Linked DNA regions of Mus musculus: region 2 is linked to region 1. The links are chromatin contacts, called in public HiChIP or PLAC-seq maps. All regions are on one chromosome and are shown on one strand. The core of a region is the stretch at or near the end of the contact, and the rest is flanking DNA. Distances in the headings are between cores, read along the strand shown. Region 1 holds the start of 4833418N02Rik (RIKEN cDNA 4833418N02 gene). Region 2 overlaps Gm46587 (a long non-coding RNA gene).

What was found. HiChIP or PLAC-seq counts read pairs in DNA pulled down with a chosen protein or histone mark.
Region 2: a contact with region 1 is called in an H3K27ac HiChIP or PLAC-seq map of epiblast stem cells. The contact joins the enhancer-like site here to the promoter of 4833418N02Rik in region 1. A contact is called at or near these places in 1 of 39 promoter capture datasets (embryonic stem cells), 5 of 484 Hi-C or Micro-C datasets (bone marrow-derived macrophages, embryonic fibroblasts, embryonic stem cells and 2 more), 40 of 115 datasets of contacts at active chromatin or transcription factors (the 230-238 cell line, CD8 T cells, the HPC-7 cell line and 27 more) and 3 of 9 other capture datasets (adipose tissue, liver and pancreatic islet).

The regions. Positions count from the first base shown.
Region 1 is chr17:87,278,596-87,285,746 of GRCm38.p6, reverse strand. 4833418N02Rik (RIKEN cDNA 4833418N02 gene) reads left to right here and starts at 2,933. Exons shown (of 5, transcript NR_015506.3): 1 at 2,933-3,573; 2 at 4,985-5,188. It overlaps Ttc7 (tetratricopeptide repeat domain 7), which reads right to left and starts at 2,861. Exons shown (of 20, transcript NM_028639.3): 1 at 2,337-2,861. The coding sequence starts at 2,523.
Region 2 is chr17:87,554,741-87,561,891 of GRCm38.p6, reverse strand. It overlaps Gm46587 (a long non-coding RNA gene), which reads left to right. Exons shown (of 2, transcript XR_001782168.1): 2 at 1,946-2,795. Among named protein-coding and RNA genes, the nearest start is that of Gm46587, 12 kb to the left of the region's middle. Within about 2 kb of position 3,296, at least 9 of the 459 cell types and tissues checked have an H3K27ac peak or open chromatin away from gene starts, as enhancers often do. A contact at or near this core is called in the SCID.adh cell line, differentiating embryonic stem cells and epiblast stem cells, where this site is marked.

The DNA.
Region 1 (7,151 bases), core at 1,684-4,183:
TCAGGACCTCCGTGAAATGTGGACATCTGTGTTTGGCCACCCCCAACCCCCTTAGTACCTTGTGTCCTTCTCCTCATTAGGTCTCCATCGGGTCACCTACTGCAAAAGTCTGACAGGGCAGGTGAGGTCCTAATAATCTAGGCTAGAAAGGTGGCTCAGTGGTTGTAGGGAACCCAAGGATCAAACACCTTCTTCCTGCCTCCGTGGGCACATTCACTCATGTCCACACAGCCACGTGCAGAATTAAAATACACAAAAATTTAAAAAGGTAAAGATAAATTTTTTTTTAGGGGGGGGGGTCAGGGTTTTACTGTGTACTACGTAGCCCTATCTGACCTGGAACTCACTATGGAGCCCAGGCTGGCCTGGAACTCATAGAGATCCTTCTGTCACTGCCCTCTTTCCAGTGCTGAGAGGTTGTGTGCGCCATCACATACACACACACACACAAAAATCAAGATTCTCCTTCTTAGGCTGCAGTTAGGGGGGTGAGCACCAATATTATTTTTCCCCCGGAAAGAAGTTCCTATTCTCTGAGTAACTACAGAATTCAAAGAAAGAGAAATCTCTGTCCGTCCAAAAATGCGCTTGCATGCTCTGGGCAGTATTTGCTTTCCTTCCTCTTGTGTGTGTGTGTGCGCGCGGGAATGTGCACATATGTGTATGTTGTGTAGGTTGGGATTGTGTATCTAAATTTAACAATGAGAGAAAAATCACCCACAGAGCTGAGCAGGGGAGGCCATCTGTTTTTACTGGTCAGTTGTGTTGTCAAAAAATTACAATACATACACAGCCCAGACTGGCCTCAAACTCAAAACCGCCCTCTGCCTTTGGCTCCTGTGTGACAGAACTGCAGACACGTGATACTATGTCCAGCAGGACTGCACTCTGACTTTAAAGTCCATCTTGGAATCCTTCCTCACCTTTTTGGCTCCCTAAACTTTGTTCTCCTGGGATACTGATGAGCCTTCCTGGGAGGGCTCTGAAGAAGAGTGTAGGAAAAGCAGGCCCACGGGACGAAAGGAGGCTCTGCTTCCTGTCTGGGGCCCAGCACCTTGCTCTGTGGGACCAACCTCACTCATATTCCCACACAAGGTACCAGGTACCAACACCTGAGTGTGTCCCGCGTGCACCAGCCCAGAGGATTCCCATACATTTCCTGGAACAGGGAGAAACTGACCACTTCCCCCTGCCATGCTCAGACCTCCTGGGATTCCTGCATGCAGGATGCTGGGAAATACCTTGCCCTTCTATTGTAGGGTCCGCTGCAACTCTGAAGCCTGCTGCCTTTCCTCTGAGCTCTACAATCTAAGCCATAACTGTCTACCATCCTGCCTCCTATCCACTCTAGTTGCTCTGCAAGGGTACTCATCTTTGAGAGAACACAGGACAAACGAAAAGGTGTACTCAGAATCCTGGGTTCAGATTTCACAACTTACTGGCTGATTGATGAAGCTATTTACCTATAAATACAGCAAATCCAGGAAACAGGAGTCGCTGGGAGGAGTGACGGCTAAAGTCCCGAGGTTGGTGTGGCACACAGTAAGCACTATATTGGATCAGGGTTATAATCACCCCATCGCTCCCACAGAGGTGTCCCGGGCTGGGTGGTTTTGGAAAACTCTTTATAGTCGGACTTATTCTCTGCCCACTTCGGAAAAGGTGGGTGTGCACACGCGGCGGGCTCTGAACCTCTCCCACCGCAGAGAGCAAGACACCCGAAACAGGATCTGGGTCTGAAGACTGGGCGGGGTTCTCCCTCTACCCCATCAGGGTGCTTTCCCGCCCCAGCACAAGAGCCCAGCCCAACTAAACCAGCCCTGCTGCAAAAGCCACAGGCTGCCAGGACTGGATGGGGCCAGTGTCCGCCACTGGCGAAGAAACTGAGGTTCGCCGGCCTCTTCTCTGACCAAACGCATCGGTCTAAGTCTGCTGTGGACAGAGCTTGGTCTCAACTTTATTTGAGGGGAAAATAAGAGAAGACACAGAGGAACAAATTTAACATGAGGGAGTTTCGACAGTTTAGGGAGGCAACGGTCCGGTCTAATGAATGCACTTCTCTGATACCTACAGAAACCTCCATTTCAGGGTAGGGTTACCCACGTGACCTTAAAAGGCAGAGAGCACAAACTTTTCTCTTTCTCTCTCTTCTCTTCAAACACCCAATCTGCAAAGCGATTTTTCTCTTGGGACAGACGACTTTCCTAACTGCCTCGGCAAGCCGGAGGGTAGCACCCAGCGCCGGCTCCGGGACGGGTCGGTTGAGTCGCGCTTCCTGGACGAGGCGGTGCTTTTCGCGCGCTCGCTCCGGGCGAATCTGCCCTTCCCTCACTCACCGGTGTCCAGAGTGGTGAACCTGCCGCTCGGGCTGTTTCGCCGGTTGCTACTGCCGCCGCCGGAAATGCCCAGCATCTGCAGATGCCGGGCCAGCTCGAACATGCGGTCCCACTGGCCCTCGGCGCGGCAGCGCTCCACCTCGCTCTCCACCTTCAGGTGGGTGCCGTGCGCGCCCTTCGCAGCCATCTTCGAGCAGGAGCTGTCATGGGAGGTGCGGCGGAGGAGTGGAGACCAGGCCGGGGGCGGCGTCCAGGCTGGGGAGCACTCTCCAGCAGGCTTGACGGGAGTGCAGACGGCATCCGGGGCCCGGGTGGCAGAGGGGGCCCGGGTAACGGCAAGGGGCCCGCAGCAGCAGCAGCAGCAGCGGCGGCGGCAGCGCCCACCGCACCGCCTGGAGCCTCTGGACTGGGGCTGCGGCTGCGCGACCCCAAGGCGTCCAGAAGCAGCCTCCGCCGCTGCTGCAGCAGCTCCTGACGCTGCTGTCTCCTCCTGTGCAGCAGCTGCTGCCACAGCTCCCGCCCCGTGCCCGGGCGTCTCCAACAGCGGAACCTCCCCGGGCCGCGGCTCCACCCCAAAGTGGGCGTGGCTATCCCCCGCCGGGCTAGGCGAGCCGACCGCCAGCGAGGCCACAGAAGCCAAGCGCGCACACGGCGATCTCGGGCCGCCCTCCGCCGGCTCCCCGCCGCTGACTGGGTGCTCACTTTAATGCTGCGGGGAGCCCGGGAGCCCGGGGGCGCCTCGCTCCCCGTTCCCTCCCCATCCCGTCAGGACTCTTGGCCTGGGGTCCTCCGCCCGGACCGCCCGGCTTTGTGTGGTGGCCCCGTCACCGCCACAGCCTGAGGCACGTCACAAATCCGAGGAGCGGCCGACAGGACAGTCCTGGTCCCGGGCTCTTGGCGGATCCGGGTCGGATGCAACGCGCCCGCCCGCAGGGCTGCGGATAGACCGGCCGGGGCAAGTCCCTAAGCTCTTCGGATGTCCCCAACTCGGAGAGGGTTTATGTTTGTTTTAACTGCCGGACTCCTCTTTCCATCGGAATGCCTACTCTGGGTTCTAAAAGAGGATCTCAGCTGATTTTCCACTTGCTGCTACTTTATTTTGGTGTCTAAAGGCTGATCAGAACTCCAGGGAGCGCCCGACTCCGCTCTGCTCCGCTCTAAGGCCAGCGGTGCCCAGAAGTTCAAAGGACTCTGGGCGGGGCTTGGAGGGCGGAGCCAGGACTACCCTGGCTAGAAGGCAAGTATCGTGACCCCACCCTCGGTGAAACTGGAGCTGTCAATCCTGCCTGGGAATTGAGGATGTAGCTAAAACCACAGCCAACACTGAAAAAAAAATCCCCAGGGCCTGTACTTAAGTCACTTGTTGTGAGGTCCATTCCGAAAACGTTCGAGAATGATTTCAGGCAAGCTTTTCAGTAGTTCGAAACTGACCGCTTTCTACTTCTCCGGGAGGTCCTTCCACTCCCTGCCCCTTGCTGCCGGGAAATTTACAGCTTCAAGTTTCAGTACAGAACTAAGGTTTTCGGGTCTATCAGAGCACAGGCTCCTGACGCCCATTACCAGGGCCGGTCCCTATCAAAACTTCAGCTCCTCCGTGTGATCGAAATGAAGCCCCCTTCCTCCCTGGAAGGCAAGATTCCCTGCCCCTGTGTGCAGAACCTGAGGTTCTGCAGAACTAGGTTTCACGGAGGCGGTGGGGCAGGGGGATGGGGTGGGGAGAGGGTTGGGGAAGGCAGAAAGAGTGAAAGACTGACTTGGGTATCCTGAGAATGCGTTTTCAATTTACCTAGTCAGAGTGTTAGTGGGAGATACCCCTGGGGCCAGAGGGAACAGCAGGATTGACAGAAAGGGGAAGGGTAGACTGATAGAAACAAAGAAACCCCATCTTTTCTTCCCATTCTTTTGTCAACCACGGTTGCAAATACTGGAGGACTGGCTGCAGAGAGCATTAGCTCTTGTCTGTTTGACTCTATCATCAGTTTGAGTGTGGGCACGGGAGGGCACAGAGTTCGTGCCTCAGATACAAAGCAAGTGTTCCTCCAGGCGCCTGACCGCGTCTCAGCTCTTTGCTAGCAGAGCCAAGATCCTCATCTTCTAATGACCAGCATTAGGAAGAGAGAGTGGAAACCTATAGGAAAAAGAACAAACGAAAAAGTCACAGAGCTGTGACTGCATTAATAACATCTGGTGAGATAAAAGGCAAGTAGCAAGTGGGGTTTGTTGCATGTGGTGGTGCACGCCTGCTGTCATAGTATTTGGAAACTAAAGGCAGGGGGATTAAAAAGAATTCAAGGCCAGCCTGGGATACATAGCAAGATCCTTTTTTTTTTTTTTTAAAGAAAAGTAATGTTATTTATTTATTTAATTTACATAATCTTGTATCTCACAGACAAATTCAGGATTAACTTTAGTCAAGACCACTCTGATGCCAGCTTACCAAAGCTGCTAGCCAACATCGTGGTGGTCTCCCAATGATTTTACTGCTCCACATGAAGAGGAACAGCTTTGACCCCAACAGTCTTATTAGTGTTTCTAAGAAAGACAATGAAGTTCATGGAGGAAGTATGGGGGGTTGGGGGGCAGGTTGGTATTTTGTTTGAGACAGGTCTCACTATGTTGCTCTGTCTGGCCTGGAACTCACCGTGTAGACCAAGCATCCTGAGTGCTGATACAAACGGCGTGCACCTCCACAATGAGCAGAAGTGTGCATCTTTCAAGTGAGCAACAAAAGACATGAGGAGTGGAAGCCGCCCTGAAGGCTGCTTTGACTGCATTGTTAGTGGCTGTCCCTAGACAAGTGAAAGCCCCTGGACTGTGGGAAAGACTGTAACAGGATATTGATATTTATTAAGGTAAGGGCTCATGAGATCTCTCTCATACTTGGATCTTGAAAGGTTTATGATACTTAGGTAGGCCCAGAAGCACACAGTATTGAAGTGCTAATTCTAACTCCCCGAAAGCCTTGGATCCACTGGGGAAAGGTTACTAGGGGCTTGATTAGGTCAAATTAACAACACAGAACTTTCAGAAAAGGTGGGATCACACTAGCTGCAGTTGTCAGTAAGAATCGGAAACCCTTGCAACTGTCTTTTCTCTAATTTGTCTAAGCCCCTTTGGGGGTGCCTGGTTTTCTACAATTAAAAGTTTATCTCTATATGGAATAAATCTTGCCTTTCCTTACAAATTAACCTGTGCACGGCACTCTTAGGTCCTCTCTGAGCTAGAGAAGTAAGCGGAGGGGTGACTCAGTCTTACAGTTCTCCTTTGTAGGAGTCAAGAAAAGGTCATCCACATATTGAAGAAGAAGAGAGTCCCAGGGTACATTGTGGCCTTGGATTCTTGGTTGGGCATTTGGGAAAAGGAGAAGGATACCCCAGTGAGTCCAAGACACAGACACCATATAGTATTGATCTCCTCTAGAGAAGACAAATAGAACTGTTGAGGGTTGTTGTTGTTGTTCATTGTTTTTGGTGTTTGTTTGTTTGTTTGTTTAATCTAAAGAGACACCAGGAAAAGCAATGAGAAGCTCTGGGACCTCACAATGGCATCTGAGTTGGCGCTGGGAGCCAGCGGAGAGTGAGACTCTCACTGACAATATTGCATTTATGTCAACCAGTAACTTGAAATAATGTCTTTTAATCTTTAAGGATGTGTTCCCTGGTGGGTTCAAGGGTAAAATGTAAATTGGAACACCCCTCTTGTGGCTTCCCCCTCCTGAACTCCCACTTTTATTTTCTTAATCCTTGCGCTCTTTCTAAGAATTCTGCCTGATTTGGGAAGCCTGACTGCAGGAATATTTCCCACTCTAGCGTCTGCTTGCCTATTAAATCTCTTTATGGTTTGAAGCCACTCACAAAAAGCAGAATAGCTAGAGCACTCCTGCTTCCTGACTTGCTAAATACTATCTATCTAGCGTCAGGTTCCAAGGCTCTCCCTGAAGGCTCCTTCGGGCTCCTCTCTTAACTAAATGTAAAGATGGCCTTCAAAATACCATGACCAAACACCCATGCTATCTTAACCTTATTTTTTAAATGAAATTCAGTTTCTTTTAAGTCACTATAGGAGACCTTCCCATCTTTGTTTTTTCTTTCTTAGTTGAACTTTCTGCCTCTGAAGTCCCAACTATCAAATGAACTAATTAGTATATATCTTGACGTTACACTGCCAAAACAATGCTAAATTCCTCTACAATGGACAATGGTTTTTAACTGAGAATGAAATCAAAACATAACTGTAGCAGACTCCCCCCACCCCCGTAGTTTAATGGAGTTAAATGAGTGTTGTAGTGTCTGGTTATCCAAATGATAGGAAGCGACAGAGGAGAACTAGACAAGATGGAGGCAAGCAGGGTGGAAGGAGAAGAGAATGGAAGGTTTGAACTCTGATGTGGGATGACCCCAAAGATAGTTTTATGCTGTTTATGATTTTGCTTTGGTCAAGGAATCCATTTATGATTTTCTTTGGAACCTGATTCCTGTGGCTGCGTCCTCATAAACAGATGAAGACTCTTGGGTGCCTGCATTTTTGTTCCCCTCTGTTCTAAAGCTCCTTTCAAGTGGATTTTGTTCACATCAGAAGTTTGTTGTAGTAACCACTGTAATTTTTAAAAAGATCTATCTATCTATCTATCTATCTATCTATCTATCTATCTATCTATCTATTTCATGTGTGTGAGTACACCGTCACTGTCCTCAGACACACCAGAAGAGGGCATCAGATCCCATTACAGATGGTTGTGAGCCACCATGTGGTTGCTGGGAATTGAACTCAGGAAGAGCAGTCAGTGCTCTAACTGCTGAGCCATCTCTCCAGTCC
Region 2 (7,151 bases), core at 2,047-4,546, 280 kb before region 1:
GGAAGGATTGTTGCCACGTCAAAGGACTACCATCGTGAGCAGTGCTGTGGGGAACTGTGAGCGAGGCTCCAGGAGAAAAGGCAGAGGGCACTTTGTTCCCTGAATTGTTCTCAGACATGATTTTGTGCCTCCTGCAACAAACATTGGCATTCAAATTTCAATTTATTCTTGATGGATGTCAGATCATACGGTAGAACCCAGCCTGGTCAGCGAACCCTGAATCTGATACGGCCTTCTGCCTTGCTTCCATGCTTTCCCAGATAGAATCTATAGTACGTCCAGGCAACTGTGCTTCCGTGGGTCTGTCCTGACGAAGTTCTGGGATAGGGCTGCTCTGTCAGTATTCAGTATGTGCTTACTGATGTTTATTTATGTGTTGTTTTTTTCCTGAACTCAAACCCTTCCTTGGATCACTGCTTGCTGTGTTTCATGTGTGCATAAAAACACACTGACTCCAAAGTAAGGCTGTCTGCAGCCTAGACTGTGGTACGCCTCGACCTTTAAGGTCCTCAGATTCCAGGTCTTGCACACAGATCTGCACAGGTTAAACCGAGCAGGAAACAAAATCTCCTTTTACTTTAACCCTAGGAATGCTCAGCAGCACAGGCTGCTATCATGGCTGATTTTTTACTTCTTAATTTATTTAATTTGCCCTCAACCTCGGGCAGCAAAAATTTGCTTTTTCTAAAGTCAGTAAATAGTTCACATACTACGGTTAGCTCAAACCAAAACCAAAACCCAAGCTGGGAAGTGGTGGGGGATGGGATGCTGGAGATGACTCGGCAGCGAGGACCTAGGTTTGGTTCCCAGAACCCTCGTGGCATCTCACAACTGTCTGTAACTCTAGCCCTCCAGTGCCAGGGGGTCTGATGCTCTTTCTGGTCTCTTCAGAAACAGGTACACATTTGATTATACACGTGTTCGAATACTCATATACCCCCAAATTAAAATAAAAAATTCTAAACTAATAACAAAATAAGTTGGGTATGGTGAGGCATGCCCTTGGTCTCAACACTTGGAAGGTAGAGACAAGGGAGACCGGGAAACGGAGGCCACCCTTTGTTACAGAGTGAGGGTGAGGTCAGCACGGGCTACCTGAGACCATGTTTGGAAAAAAGTGGGGGGGAAGGTTGGAGGCATAGTTCGTCTGGCAGTGTTGATCTTGAAGCCAGAAGAAGGCACATTGTGTGCTGTTTTATTCTCTGCCTGTTCCTCTGTGGCAGTCTCTCCCTCTTCCTGAGGTGCACAACTTGCTAGGGCTCACTACCCACTACCTGCTGCACACCAGCAAACCCCAACTAGGTTACAAGTTGATACAGTGAAGTCAGACTTCTTGTGTGGGTGCCGGGATTTGAACTCTGAACGTTCATGATTTCAGAGCAAGGGCACTTAGCTGCTGGGTCATCTCCAGACCCATCTCAGCTTTTTGGGATGCTCCTATGCTTCTTTATTTAGACAGTCGGTCCTGAAATTTTTCCTTTCCTTTGTCAAGGGTCCTATTGGAGTTTCCCTTTGAGGAAGCTGTGATGCAAACTGTATTATTAGCCTGCTTTAGACATGAAGAGATTAACCACTGGATGACTGGTTACATGTAAATGATAAGAACTACATAACTGGCCCCAAAACACCAGCGCCTGTACCAGCCACTCAGGAGAGAAGCAGCATTGGCCAGCGTTTACTCGTCTTCATTCCTTTCCTTATGTGCAAGTTGATCTATAAAGAGAACATAAATTATCTTTTTTTGAGACTGGGTTTCTTTGTATAGCCCTGGCTGTCCTGGAACTCACTCTGTAGACCAGGCTAGCCTCGAACTCAGAAATCCGCCTGCCTCTGCCTCCCAAGTGCTGGGATTAAAGGCGTGCGCCGCCACGCCCGGCTGAGAACATAAATTATCTTTATAAACCAAGAATTAACTTGCTTCCTTTTCCATATTTATTTGTCCCAGGCTGGCTCCAAACTCACATGTGGCCAAGATTGCCCTTGAACTCCTGACCCTCTCAAGTGTAAGGATTATGGGCGAGAGTCACCGCATTCAGCTCAGTCGCCTGGTCTTGCTCAGTGAACAGCTGGAGCAATTACACCTATTGAAAGGAGCTCACCCTAAGTGGAAAAAGGAAGCCAGCGACTGTGCCTTCACCTGATTGAGGATTGCCAAGCAGGAAGCCAAAGGTGCAGAGGAGGAGGCCCAGGAACCTCAGTGGAGCCCAACAGTCACTGCAGGCCGCTCATCCTCACACCTATTGCAGAATGAACAAGGAAATTAAGCACAACGCCTGAAGCTCCAGCTCTTATCTATCCTGGGAAGAGCCAAAGCCCGTCTGAACCTGAGCGAAACTGGGCACAGTGGCTCCGTGGAACTTGTCTCCACCCTGCTCTCTCCGAGGAACTTCCATCTCTCTCCATCCTGCTCCCCCCACCTCCCACCCCTCTCGTTCCTTCTTCTTTTTTTGTGTGCCCAGTGCCCCAGGGTCCCAGCATCTTGCCATCCTTCATCCCCTTTCGAGTTAACTGCATCATCTACTAAATGGGTACAAAGATGTGTAGCTGACATGATGACACTGGATGATAGGGTTGTTGAAATGCTTACTGAAGTTAAATGAAGTACGCATGTACCAGGCAGGTAGTAGGTGTTCAATAGATCCACCACTTCACTCTCTAGAGAAGTTTGGCCTTCGTTGTCTCCCTTAGTCTGAGAGTGATTTTGTGTTTTCTCACCTTGTCCCTTGTGTCTGAGTAATGACACTTCAGTGACTCACACAAGCTAGTTTTTATTTTAATAAATATTTATGCATTCATTTATCCTTGTGCGTGCGTGCGTGCGTGTGTGTGTGTGTGTGTGTGTGTGTGTGAGCGCACACAAGCCTGTGTGTGCATGGCTATGGGTACCACACTCATTTTTCTTAGCTTTAACTACTGTCAGCAGAGAAGGATGTGAGTGAGAGAGTTTATCATTGGTGTTTGGCTGTGTGTTCTGAGCTGCTTTCTTGCGTATGCACTCAGAATCTATTAGATTTGGAGGGGGGCAGGGGCAGGGTGTCACTATGTAGCCCTAGCTAGCCTGGAACTCACTATGTAGAATAGACTAATCTAGAACTGACAGGGATCCGTCTGCTTGTGCCTCCTGGGTGCTGCTGGGATTAAAGGTATACACTGCCATGCCTGGCCTTCATTTATGAGGAGTAAGAACTGCTTTTCCTGTCTGTCTTGGCAACTGGTTTGCTGAAGGGATGGCCCTTTTCATGTGCAAATAGCCCACCTCCATTTCTTTACCACTGAGCTGTTGGGCCCAGCTGAGAAACAATCCAAGAAAGGGCATAAGATGAGTCAGGAGGCCTCCTGGGGTTAACCACTGAAGCTAACGTTTGCCTGAAACCCAAGTCCAGCATCCCAGTCACCTGCATGCTTTGACTGTTCCCATGGGTGGTATTGTAAGGGTGAAAGACACAAAGGATTTCAAAGACTCACTGGGAAAAAAAGGAAGCACAATATTTATTAACAATATTTTAGCTGGGCAGTGGTGGCGCACGCCTTTAATCCTAGCACTAGGGAGGCAGAGGCAGGTGGATTTCTGGATTCAAGACCAACCTGGTCTACAGAGCGAGCTCTGTGACAGCCAAGTCTACACAAAGAAATTCTGTCGTGAAAAGCCAAACCAAAAAAAAAAAAAAACTAAACTAAACTGTACTGGCTACTTTTGTGTCAACTTGACACAGCTGGAGTTATCACAGAAAAGGGAGCTTCAGTTGGGGAAATGCCTCCATGAGATCCAGCTGTAAGGCATTTTCTCAATTAGTGATCAAGGGGGAAAGGCCCCTTGTGGGTGGGACCATCTCTGGGCTGGTAGTCTTGGTTCTATAAGAGAGCAGGCTGAGCAAGCCAGTAAGGAACATCCCTCCATGGCCTCTGCATCAGCTCCTGCTTCCTGACCTGCTTGAGTTCCAGTCCTGACTTCCTTGGTGATGAACAGCAATGTGGAAGTGTAAGCTGAATAAACCCTTTCCTCCCCAACTTGCTTCTTGGTTATGATATTTTGTCCAGGAATAGAAACCCTGACTAAGACACTAAACTAAAAAAACTCCAATATTTTTTCCATCTGGCCATGGTGGTACGTGCCTGTGTTTCCTACATGCAAGAGATGGAGGCGAGAGGAGCAGAAGTTTAAGGCCATTCTCAGAAAATTCAAGGCTCTCCTGAACCACGTGAGATCGCCTCAGAAAACCAAAGGAGCAGCAGCAGCAACAACAACAGTAATGATAATGTTTTATTCATATGCTGATGCAATATTTTGACATTTCGGATATATAAACATTATTATCATTAATTTTGATCACTGGGGAGGTAGCTCAGTAGGTAAAATGCTTGCTGGGCAAGCCTAAGTACCCGAATTCAGATCTGTAGTACCCACGTGAAAGCCAGCTGTGGTGGGGTTCTTTGTAAACCCAGCACTGATAGAGAGGAGACAGCCAATCCTGGAGGCCAGCGGCCCTGACCAGTGAACTCCAGGGTCCCTCAGAGATCCTACTTGAAAATAAAATAAAACAAGGCAGAGAGTGATAGGGGAAGGTGCCTGCCACTGCACCACACACACATCAGGAAAGCATTCCTGCACATACGTGCACAGACGTACCGTACTCACGTGTTCACCTTTTGTCTTTTCCAAGACGATTTTTATTTATTTCATCATTTTACTCACCTGCCTCTGTGTGTACATGCTCAAGCATGATTGCAGTGCATGTGTGTGGTGTGTCTTAGTTAGGGTCTCCATTGCTGTGAGCAGACACCATGACCAAGGCAACACTTATAAAGGACAATATTAATTGGGTCTGGCTTCCAGGTTCAGAGGTTCCGTCCATTATCACCATGGTGGGAGGCATGACAGTCATGGTATTGGAGAAGGAGCTAAGAGTTCTGCATCTTCATCTTAAAGCAGTCAGGAGAAGACTGGCATCCTCTAGGAAAAAGCTCCCATTGCCCACCCCCACAGTGACACACTTCCTTCAAGGCCACACCTCCCACAAGGCCACATCTCCTAGTAGTGCCACTCCCTTGCCAAGCAGATTCAAACCACCACACAGCACATGTGTACAGTGCCCGTGGACGCCAGGAGCGAACAACAAAGGACGGATCTCCTGGAGCTGGATTTCCAGTCACCTGACATATGAGCTGAGATTTGAGTCCCAGCCCCACACACACAGGAGGAAGACTTCTTAATTACAGAGTTGCCTCTCCAGCCCATTTCCTTCCTTCCTTCCTTCCTTCCTTCCTTTCTTTCTTTCTTTCTTTCTTTCTTTCTTTCTTTCTTTCTTTCTTTCTTTCTTTCTTTCTTTCTTTCTTTCTTTCTTTTTTGAGACAGGGTTTCTCTGTATAGCCCTGGCTGTCCTGGAACTCACTCTGTAGACCAGGCTGGCCTTGAACTCAGAACTCCGTCTGCCTCTGCCTCCTGAGTGCTTGGATTAAAGGCGTGCGCCACCATGCCCGGCCTCCATTTTCTTTTCTCACATGTGCCGTCTAGAAAGTTGAATGCGACCTATGTGTTCACATGGTAGTGTTCCGACAGTAACATTGGTCTAGCAGGCTGCGGAGGAGGTGGCCTGGATACTTACTGATGATGTCAGGCACACGCAGGCTGTTAGGTTGCGTGCCTGTCCTCAGATAGAACCAGATTCAGATTGGAACCAAATCATGATTACATTTAGGATGAGTTCAGGGAGGAAAGAGTGTCCCACTGCTATGAACTGGATCAACAAATTCTCCACAATTTACTCTGAACTTCTGGCTTTCAAGTCAGGCTGGACAATAGTAGGGTGTGGCCCAGTAAAGATTCCACTGGGGAGAGAAAGTCCCAGTCCAGGAGGGGTAGCTTCTAGAACAGCAGTTCTTAACCTGTGGATCGTATATCAGACATTGTGCATATCAGATATTTACATCTGATTCATAGCAGAGGCAAAATTACAGGTATGAAGTAACAATGCAATAGTTTTGTGTTTGGGGGGGGGTCACCACAACATGAGGAACTGTACTAAAGGTCTCAGGCTTAGGAAGGCTGAGAACCACTGCTCTAGAAGGTTGAGGCTAAGCTGTTGCTTCTGCTATTGGCTTCTTGGTTGTTCTTTTCTCTCGAGTGCAAGCAGCACGCAGGAGTCGGGCGCTGGTAGAGGGCTGGAGCCAGCAGAATTACGTTACATGTGAAAGAAACCCATCACATTATTTAAAAAGATTATCTTGAGATTTAATAAGTACAGATGATTTTATTTCTATTTCCCTCCCATACTCATTAGGATCTCTCTCCCCCTCCCTCTCCCCTTCCCCCTCCCCCTTCCTCTCTCCCCCCTCCCCCTCCCCCTCCCCCTCTCTCCCCCTCCCCCTCTCTCCCCCTCCCTCTCCCTCTCTCTCTTTTTCCAGTATCTTGCTATGTAGCCCAGGTTGTTCTTGAACTACTGATTCTCCTGCTGCTCTTGCCTCCTGAGAGCTGCTGGGATTGCAGACATTGCTGCCACAGCTAGTTTTTGTGGCTCTGGGCATCAGATCCAGGGCTTCCTACATGCTAGGCAAGCATCCCACGAACTTCGCAGCCCAGTGCAGTGCAGGCTAAAGGAGGCAGAGGGTTTTGGAGTGTTGGAGGGGCTCCATGAGCACCCTGTGTTAGGTGTGCACAGGCCTGATGGCTGAAAACTGAGGCTGCTTGTGAGCTAAGAGCATCTGTGAGGTTCTGGGTTCCAACCTTCCCATCTACCTTGTCATGGAGGGTTTGCCTGGTGAATAACCCAGTCTTGGAAATTTTGACTGTTCCTAGGCTCCACAATGGACATCTCATGACCTTTTCCTTCTAGGCAGCATCAGAAGGGAGGGAGCAGGTGGCCAGAAGGCCTGAAGGGAGCTGAGGTCACTCTGCTGCATACAAACCCTGCTCCAGCCCTTGACACTCTAGTACCCACTTCTGAGTCCTGAGAAAAGTTTACAGTTTCAGAAAATCTAATTGTGAAAAGCCAGAATAATGACAAACATTTTCACAGTGTTCCTGGACCAACCTACCTGACACAGAGGACAAGAAAATAACCCCTGCGGCATCCCAGTGGGCATTATTCAGGGGCTTAAGTTGGCTCAAAGCTGGTCTAATTGGATAGCATGCCACTGCCCAGCTCTGGGACAAT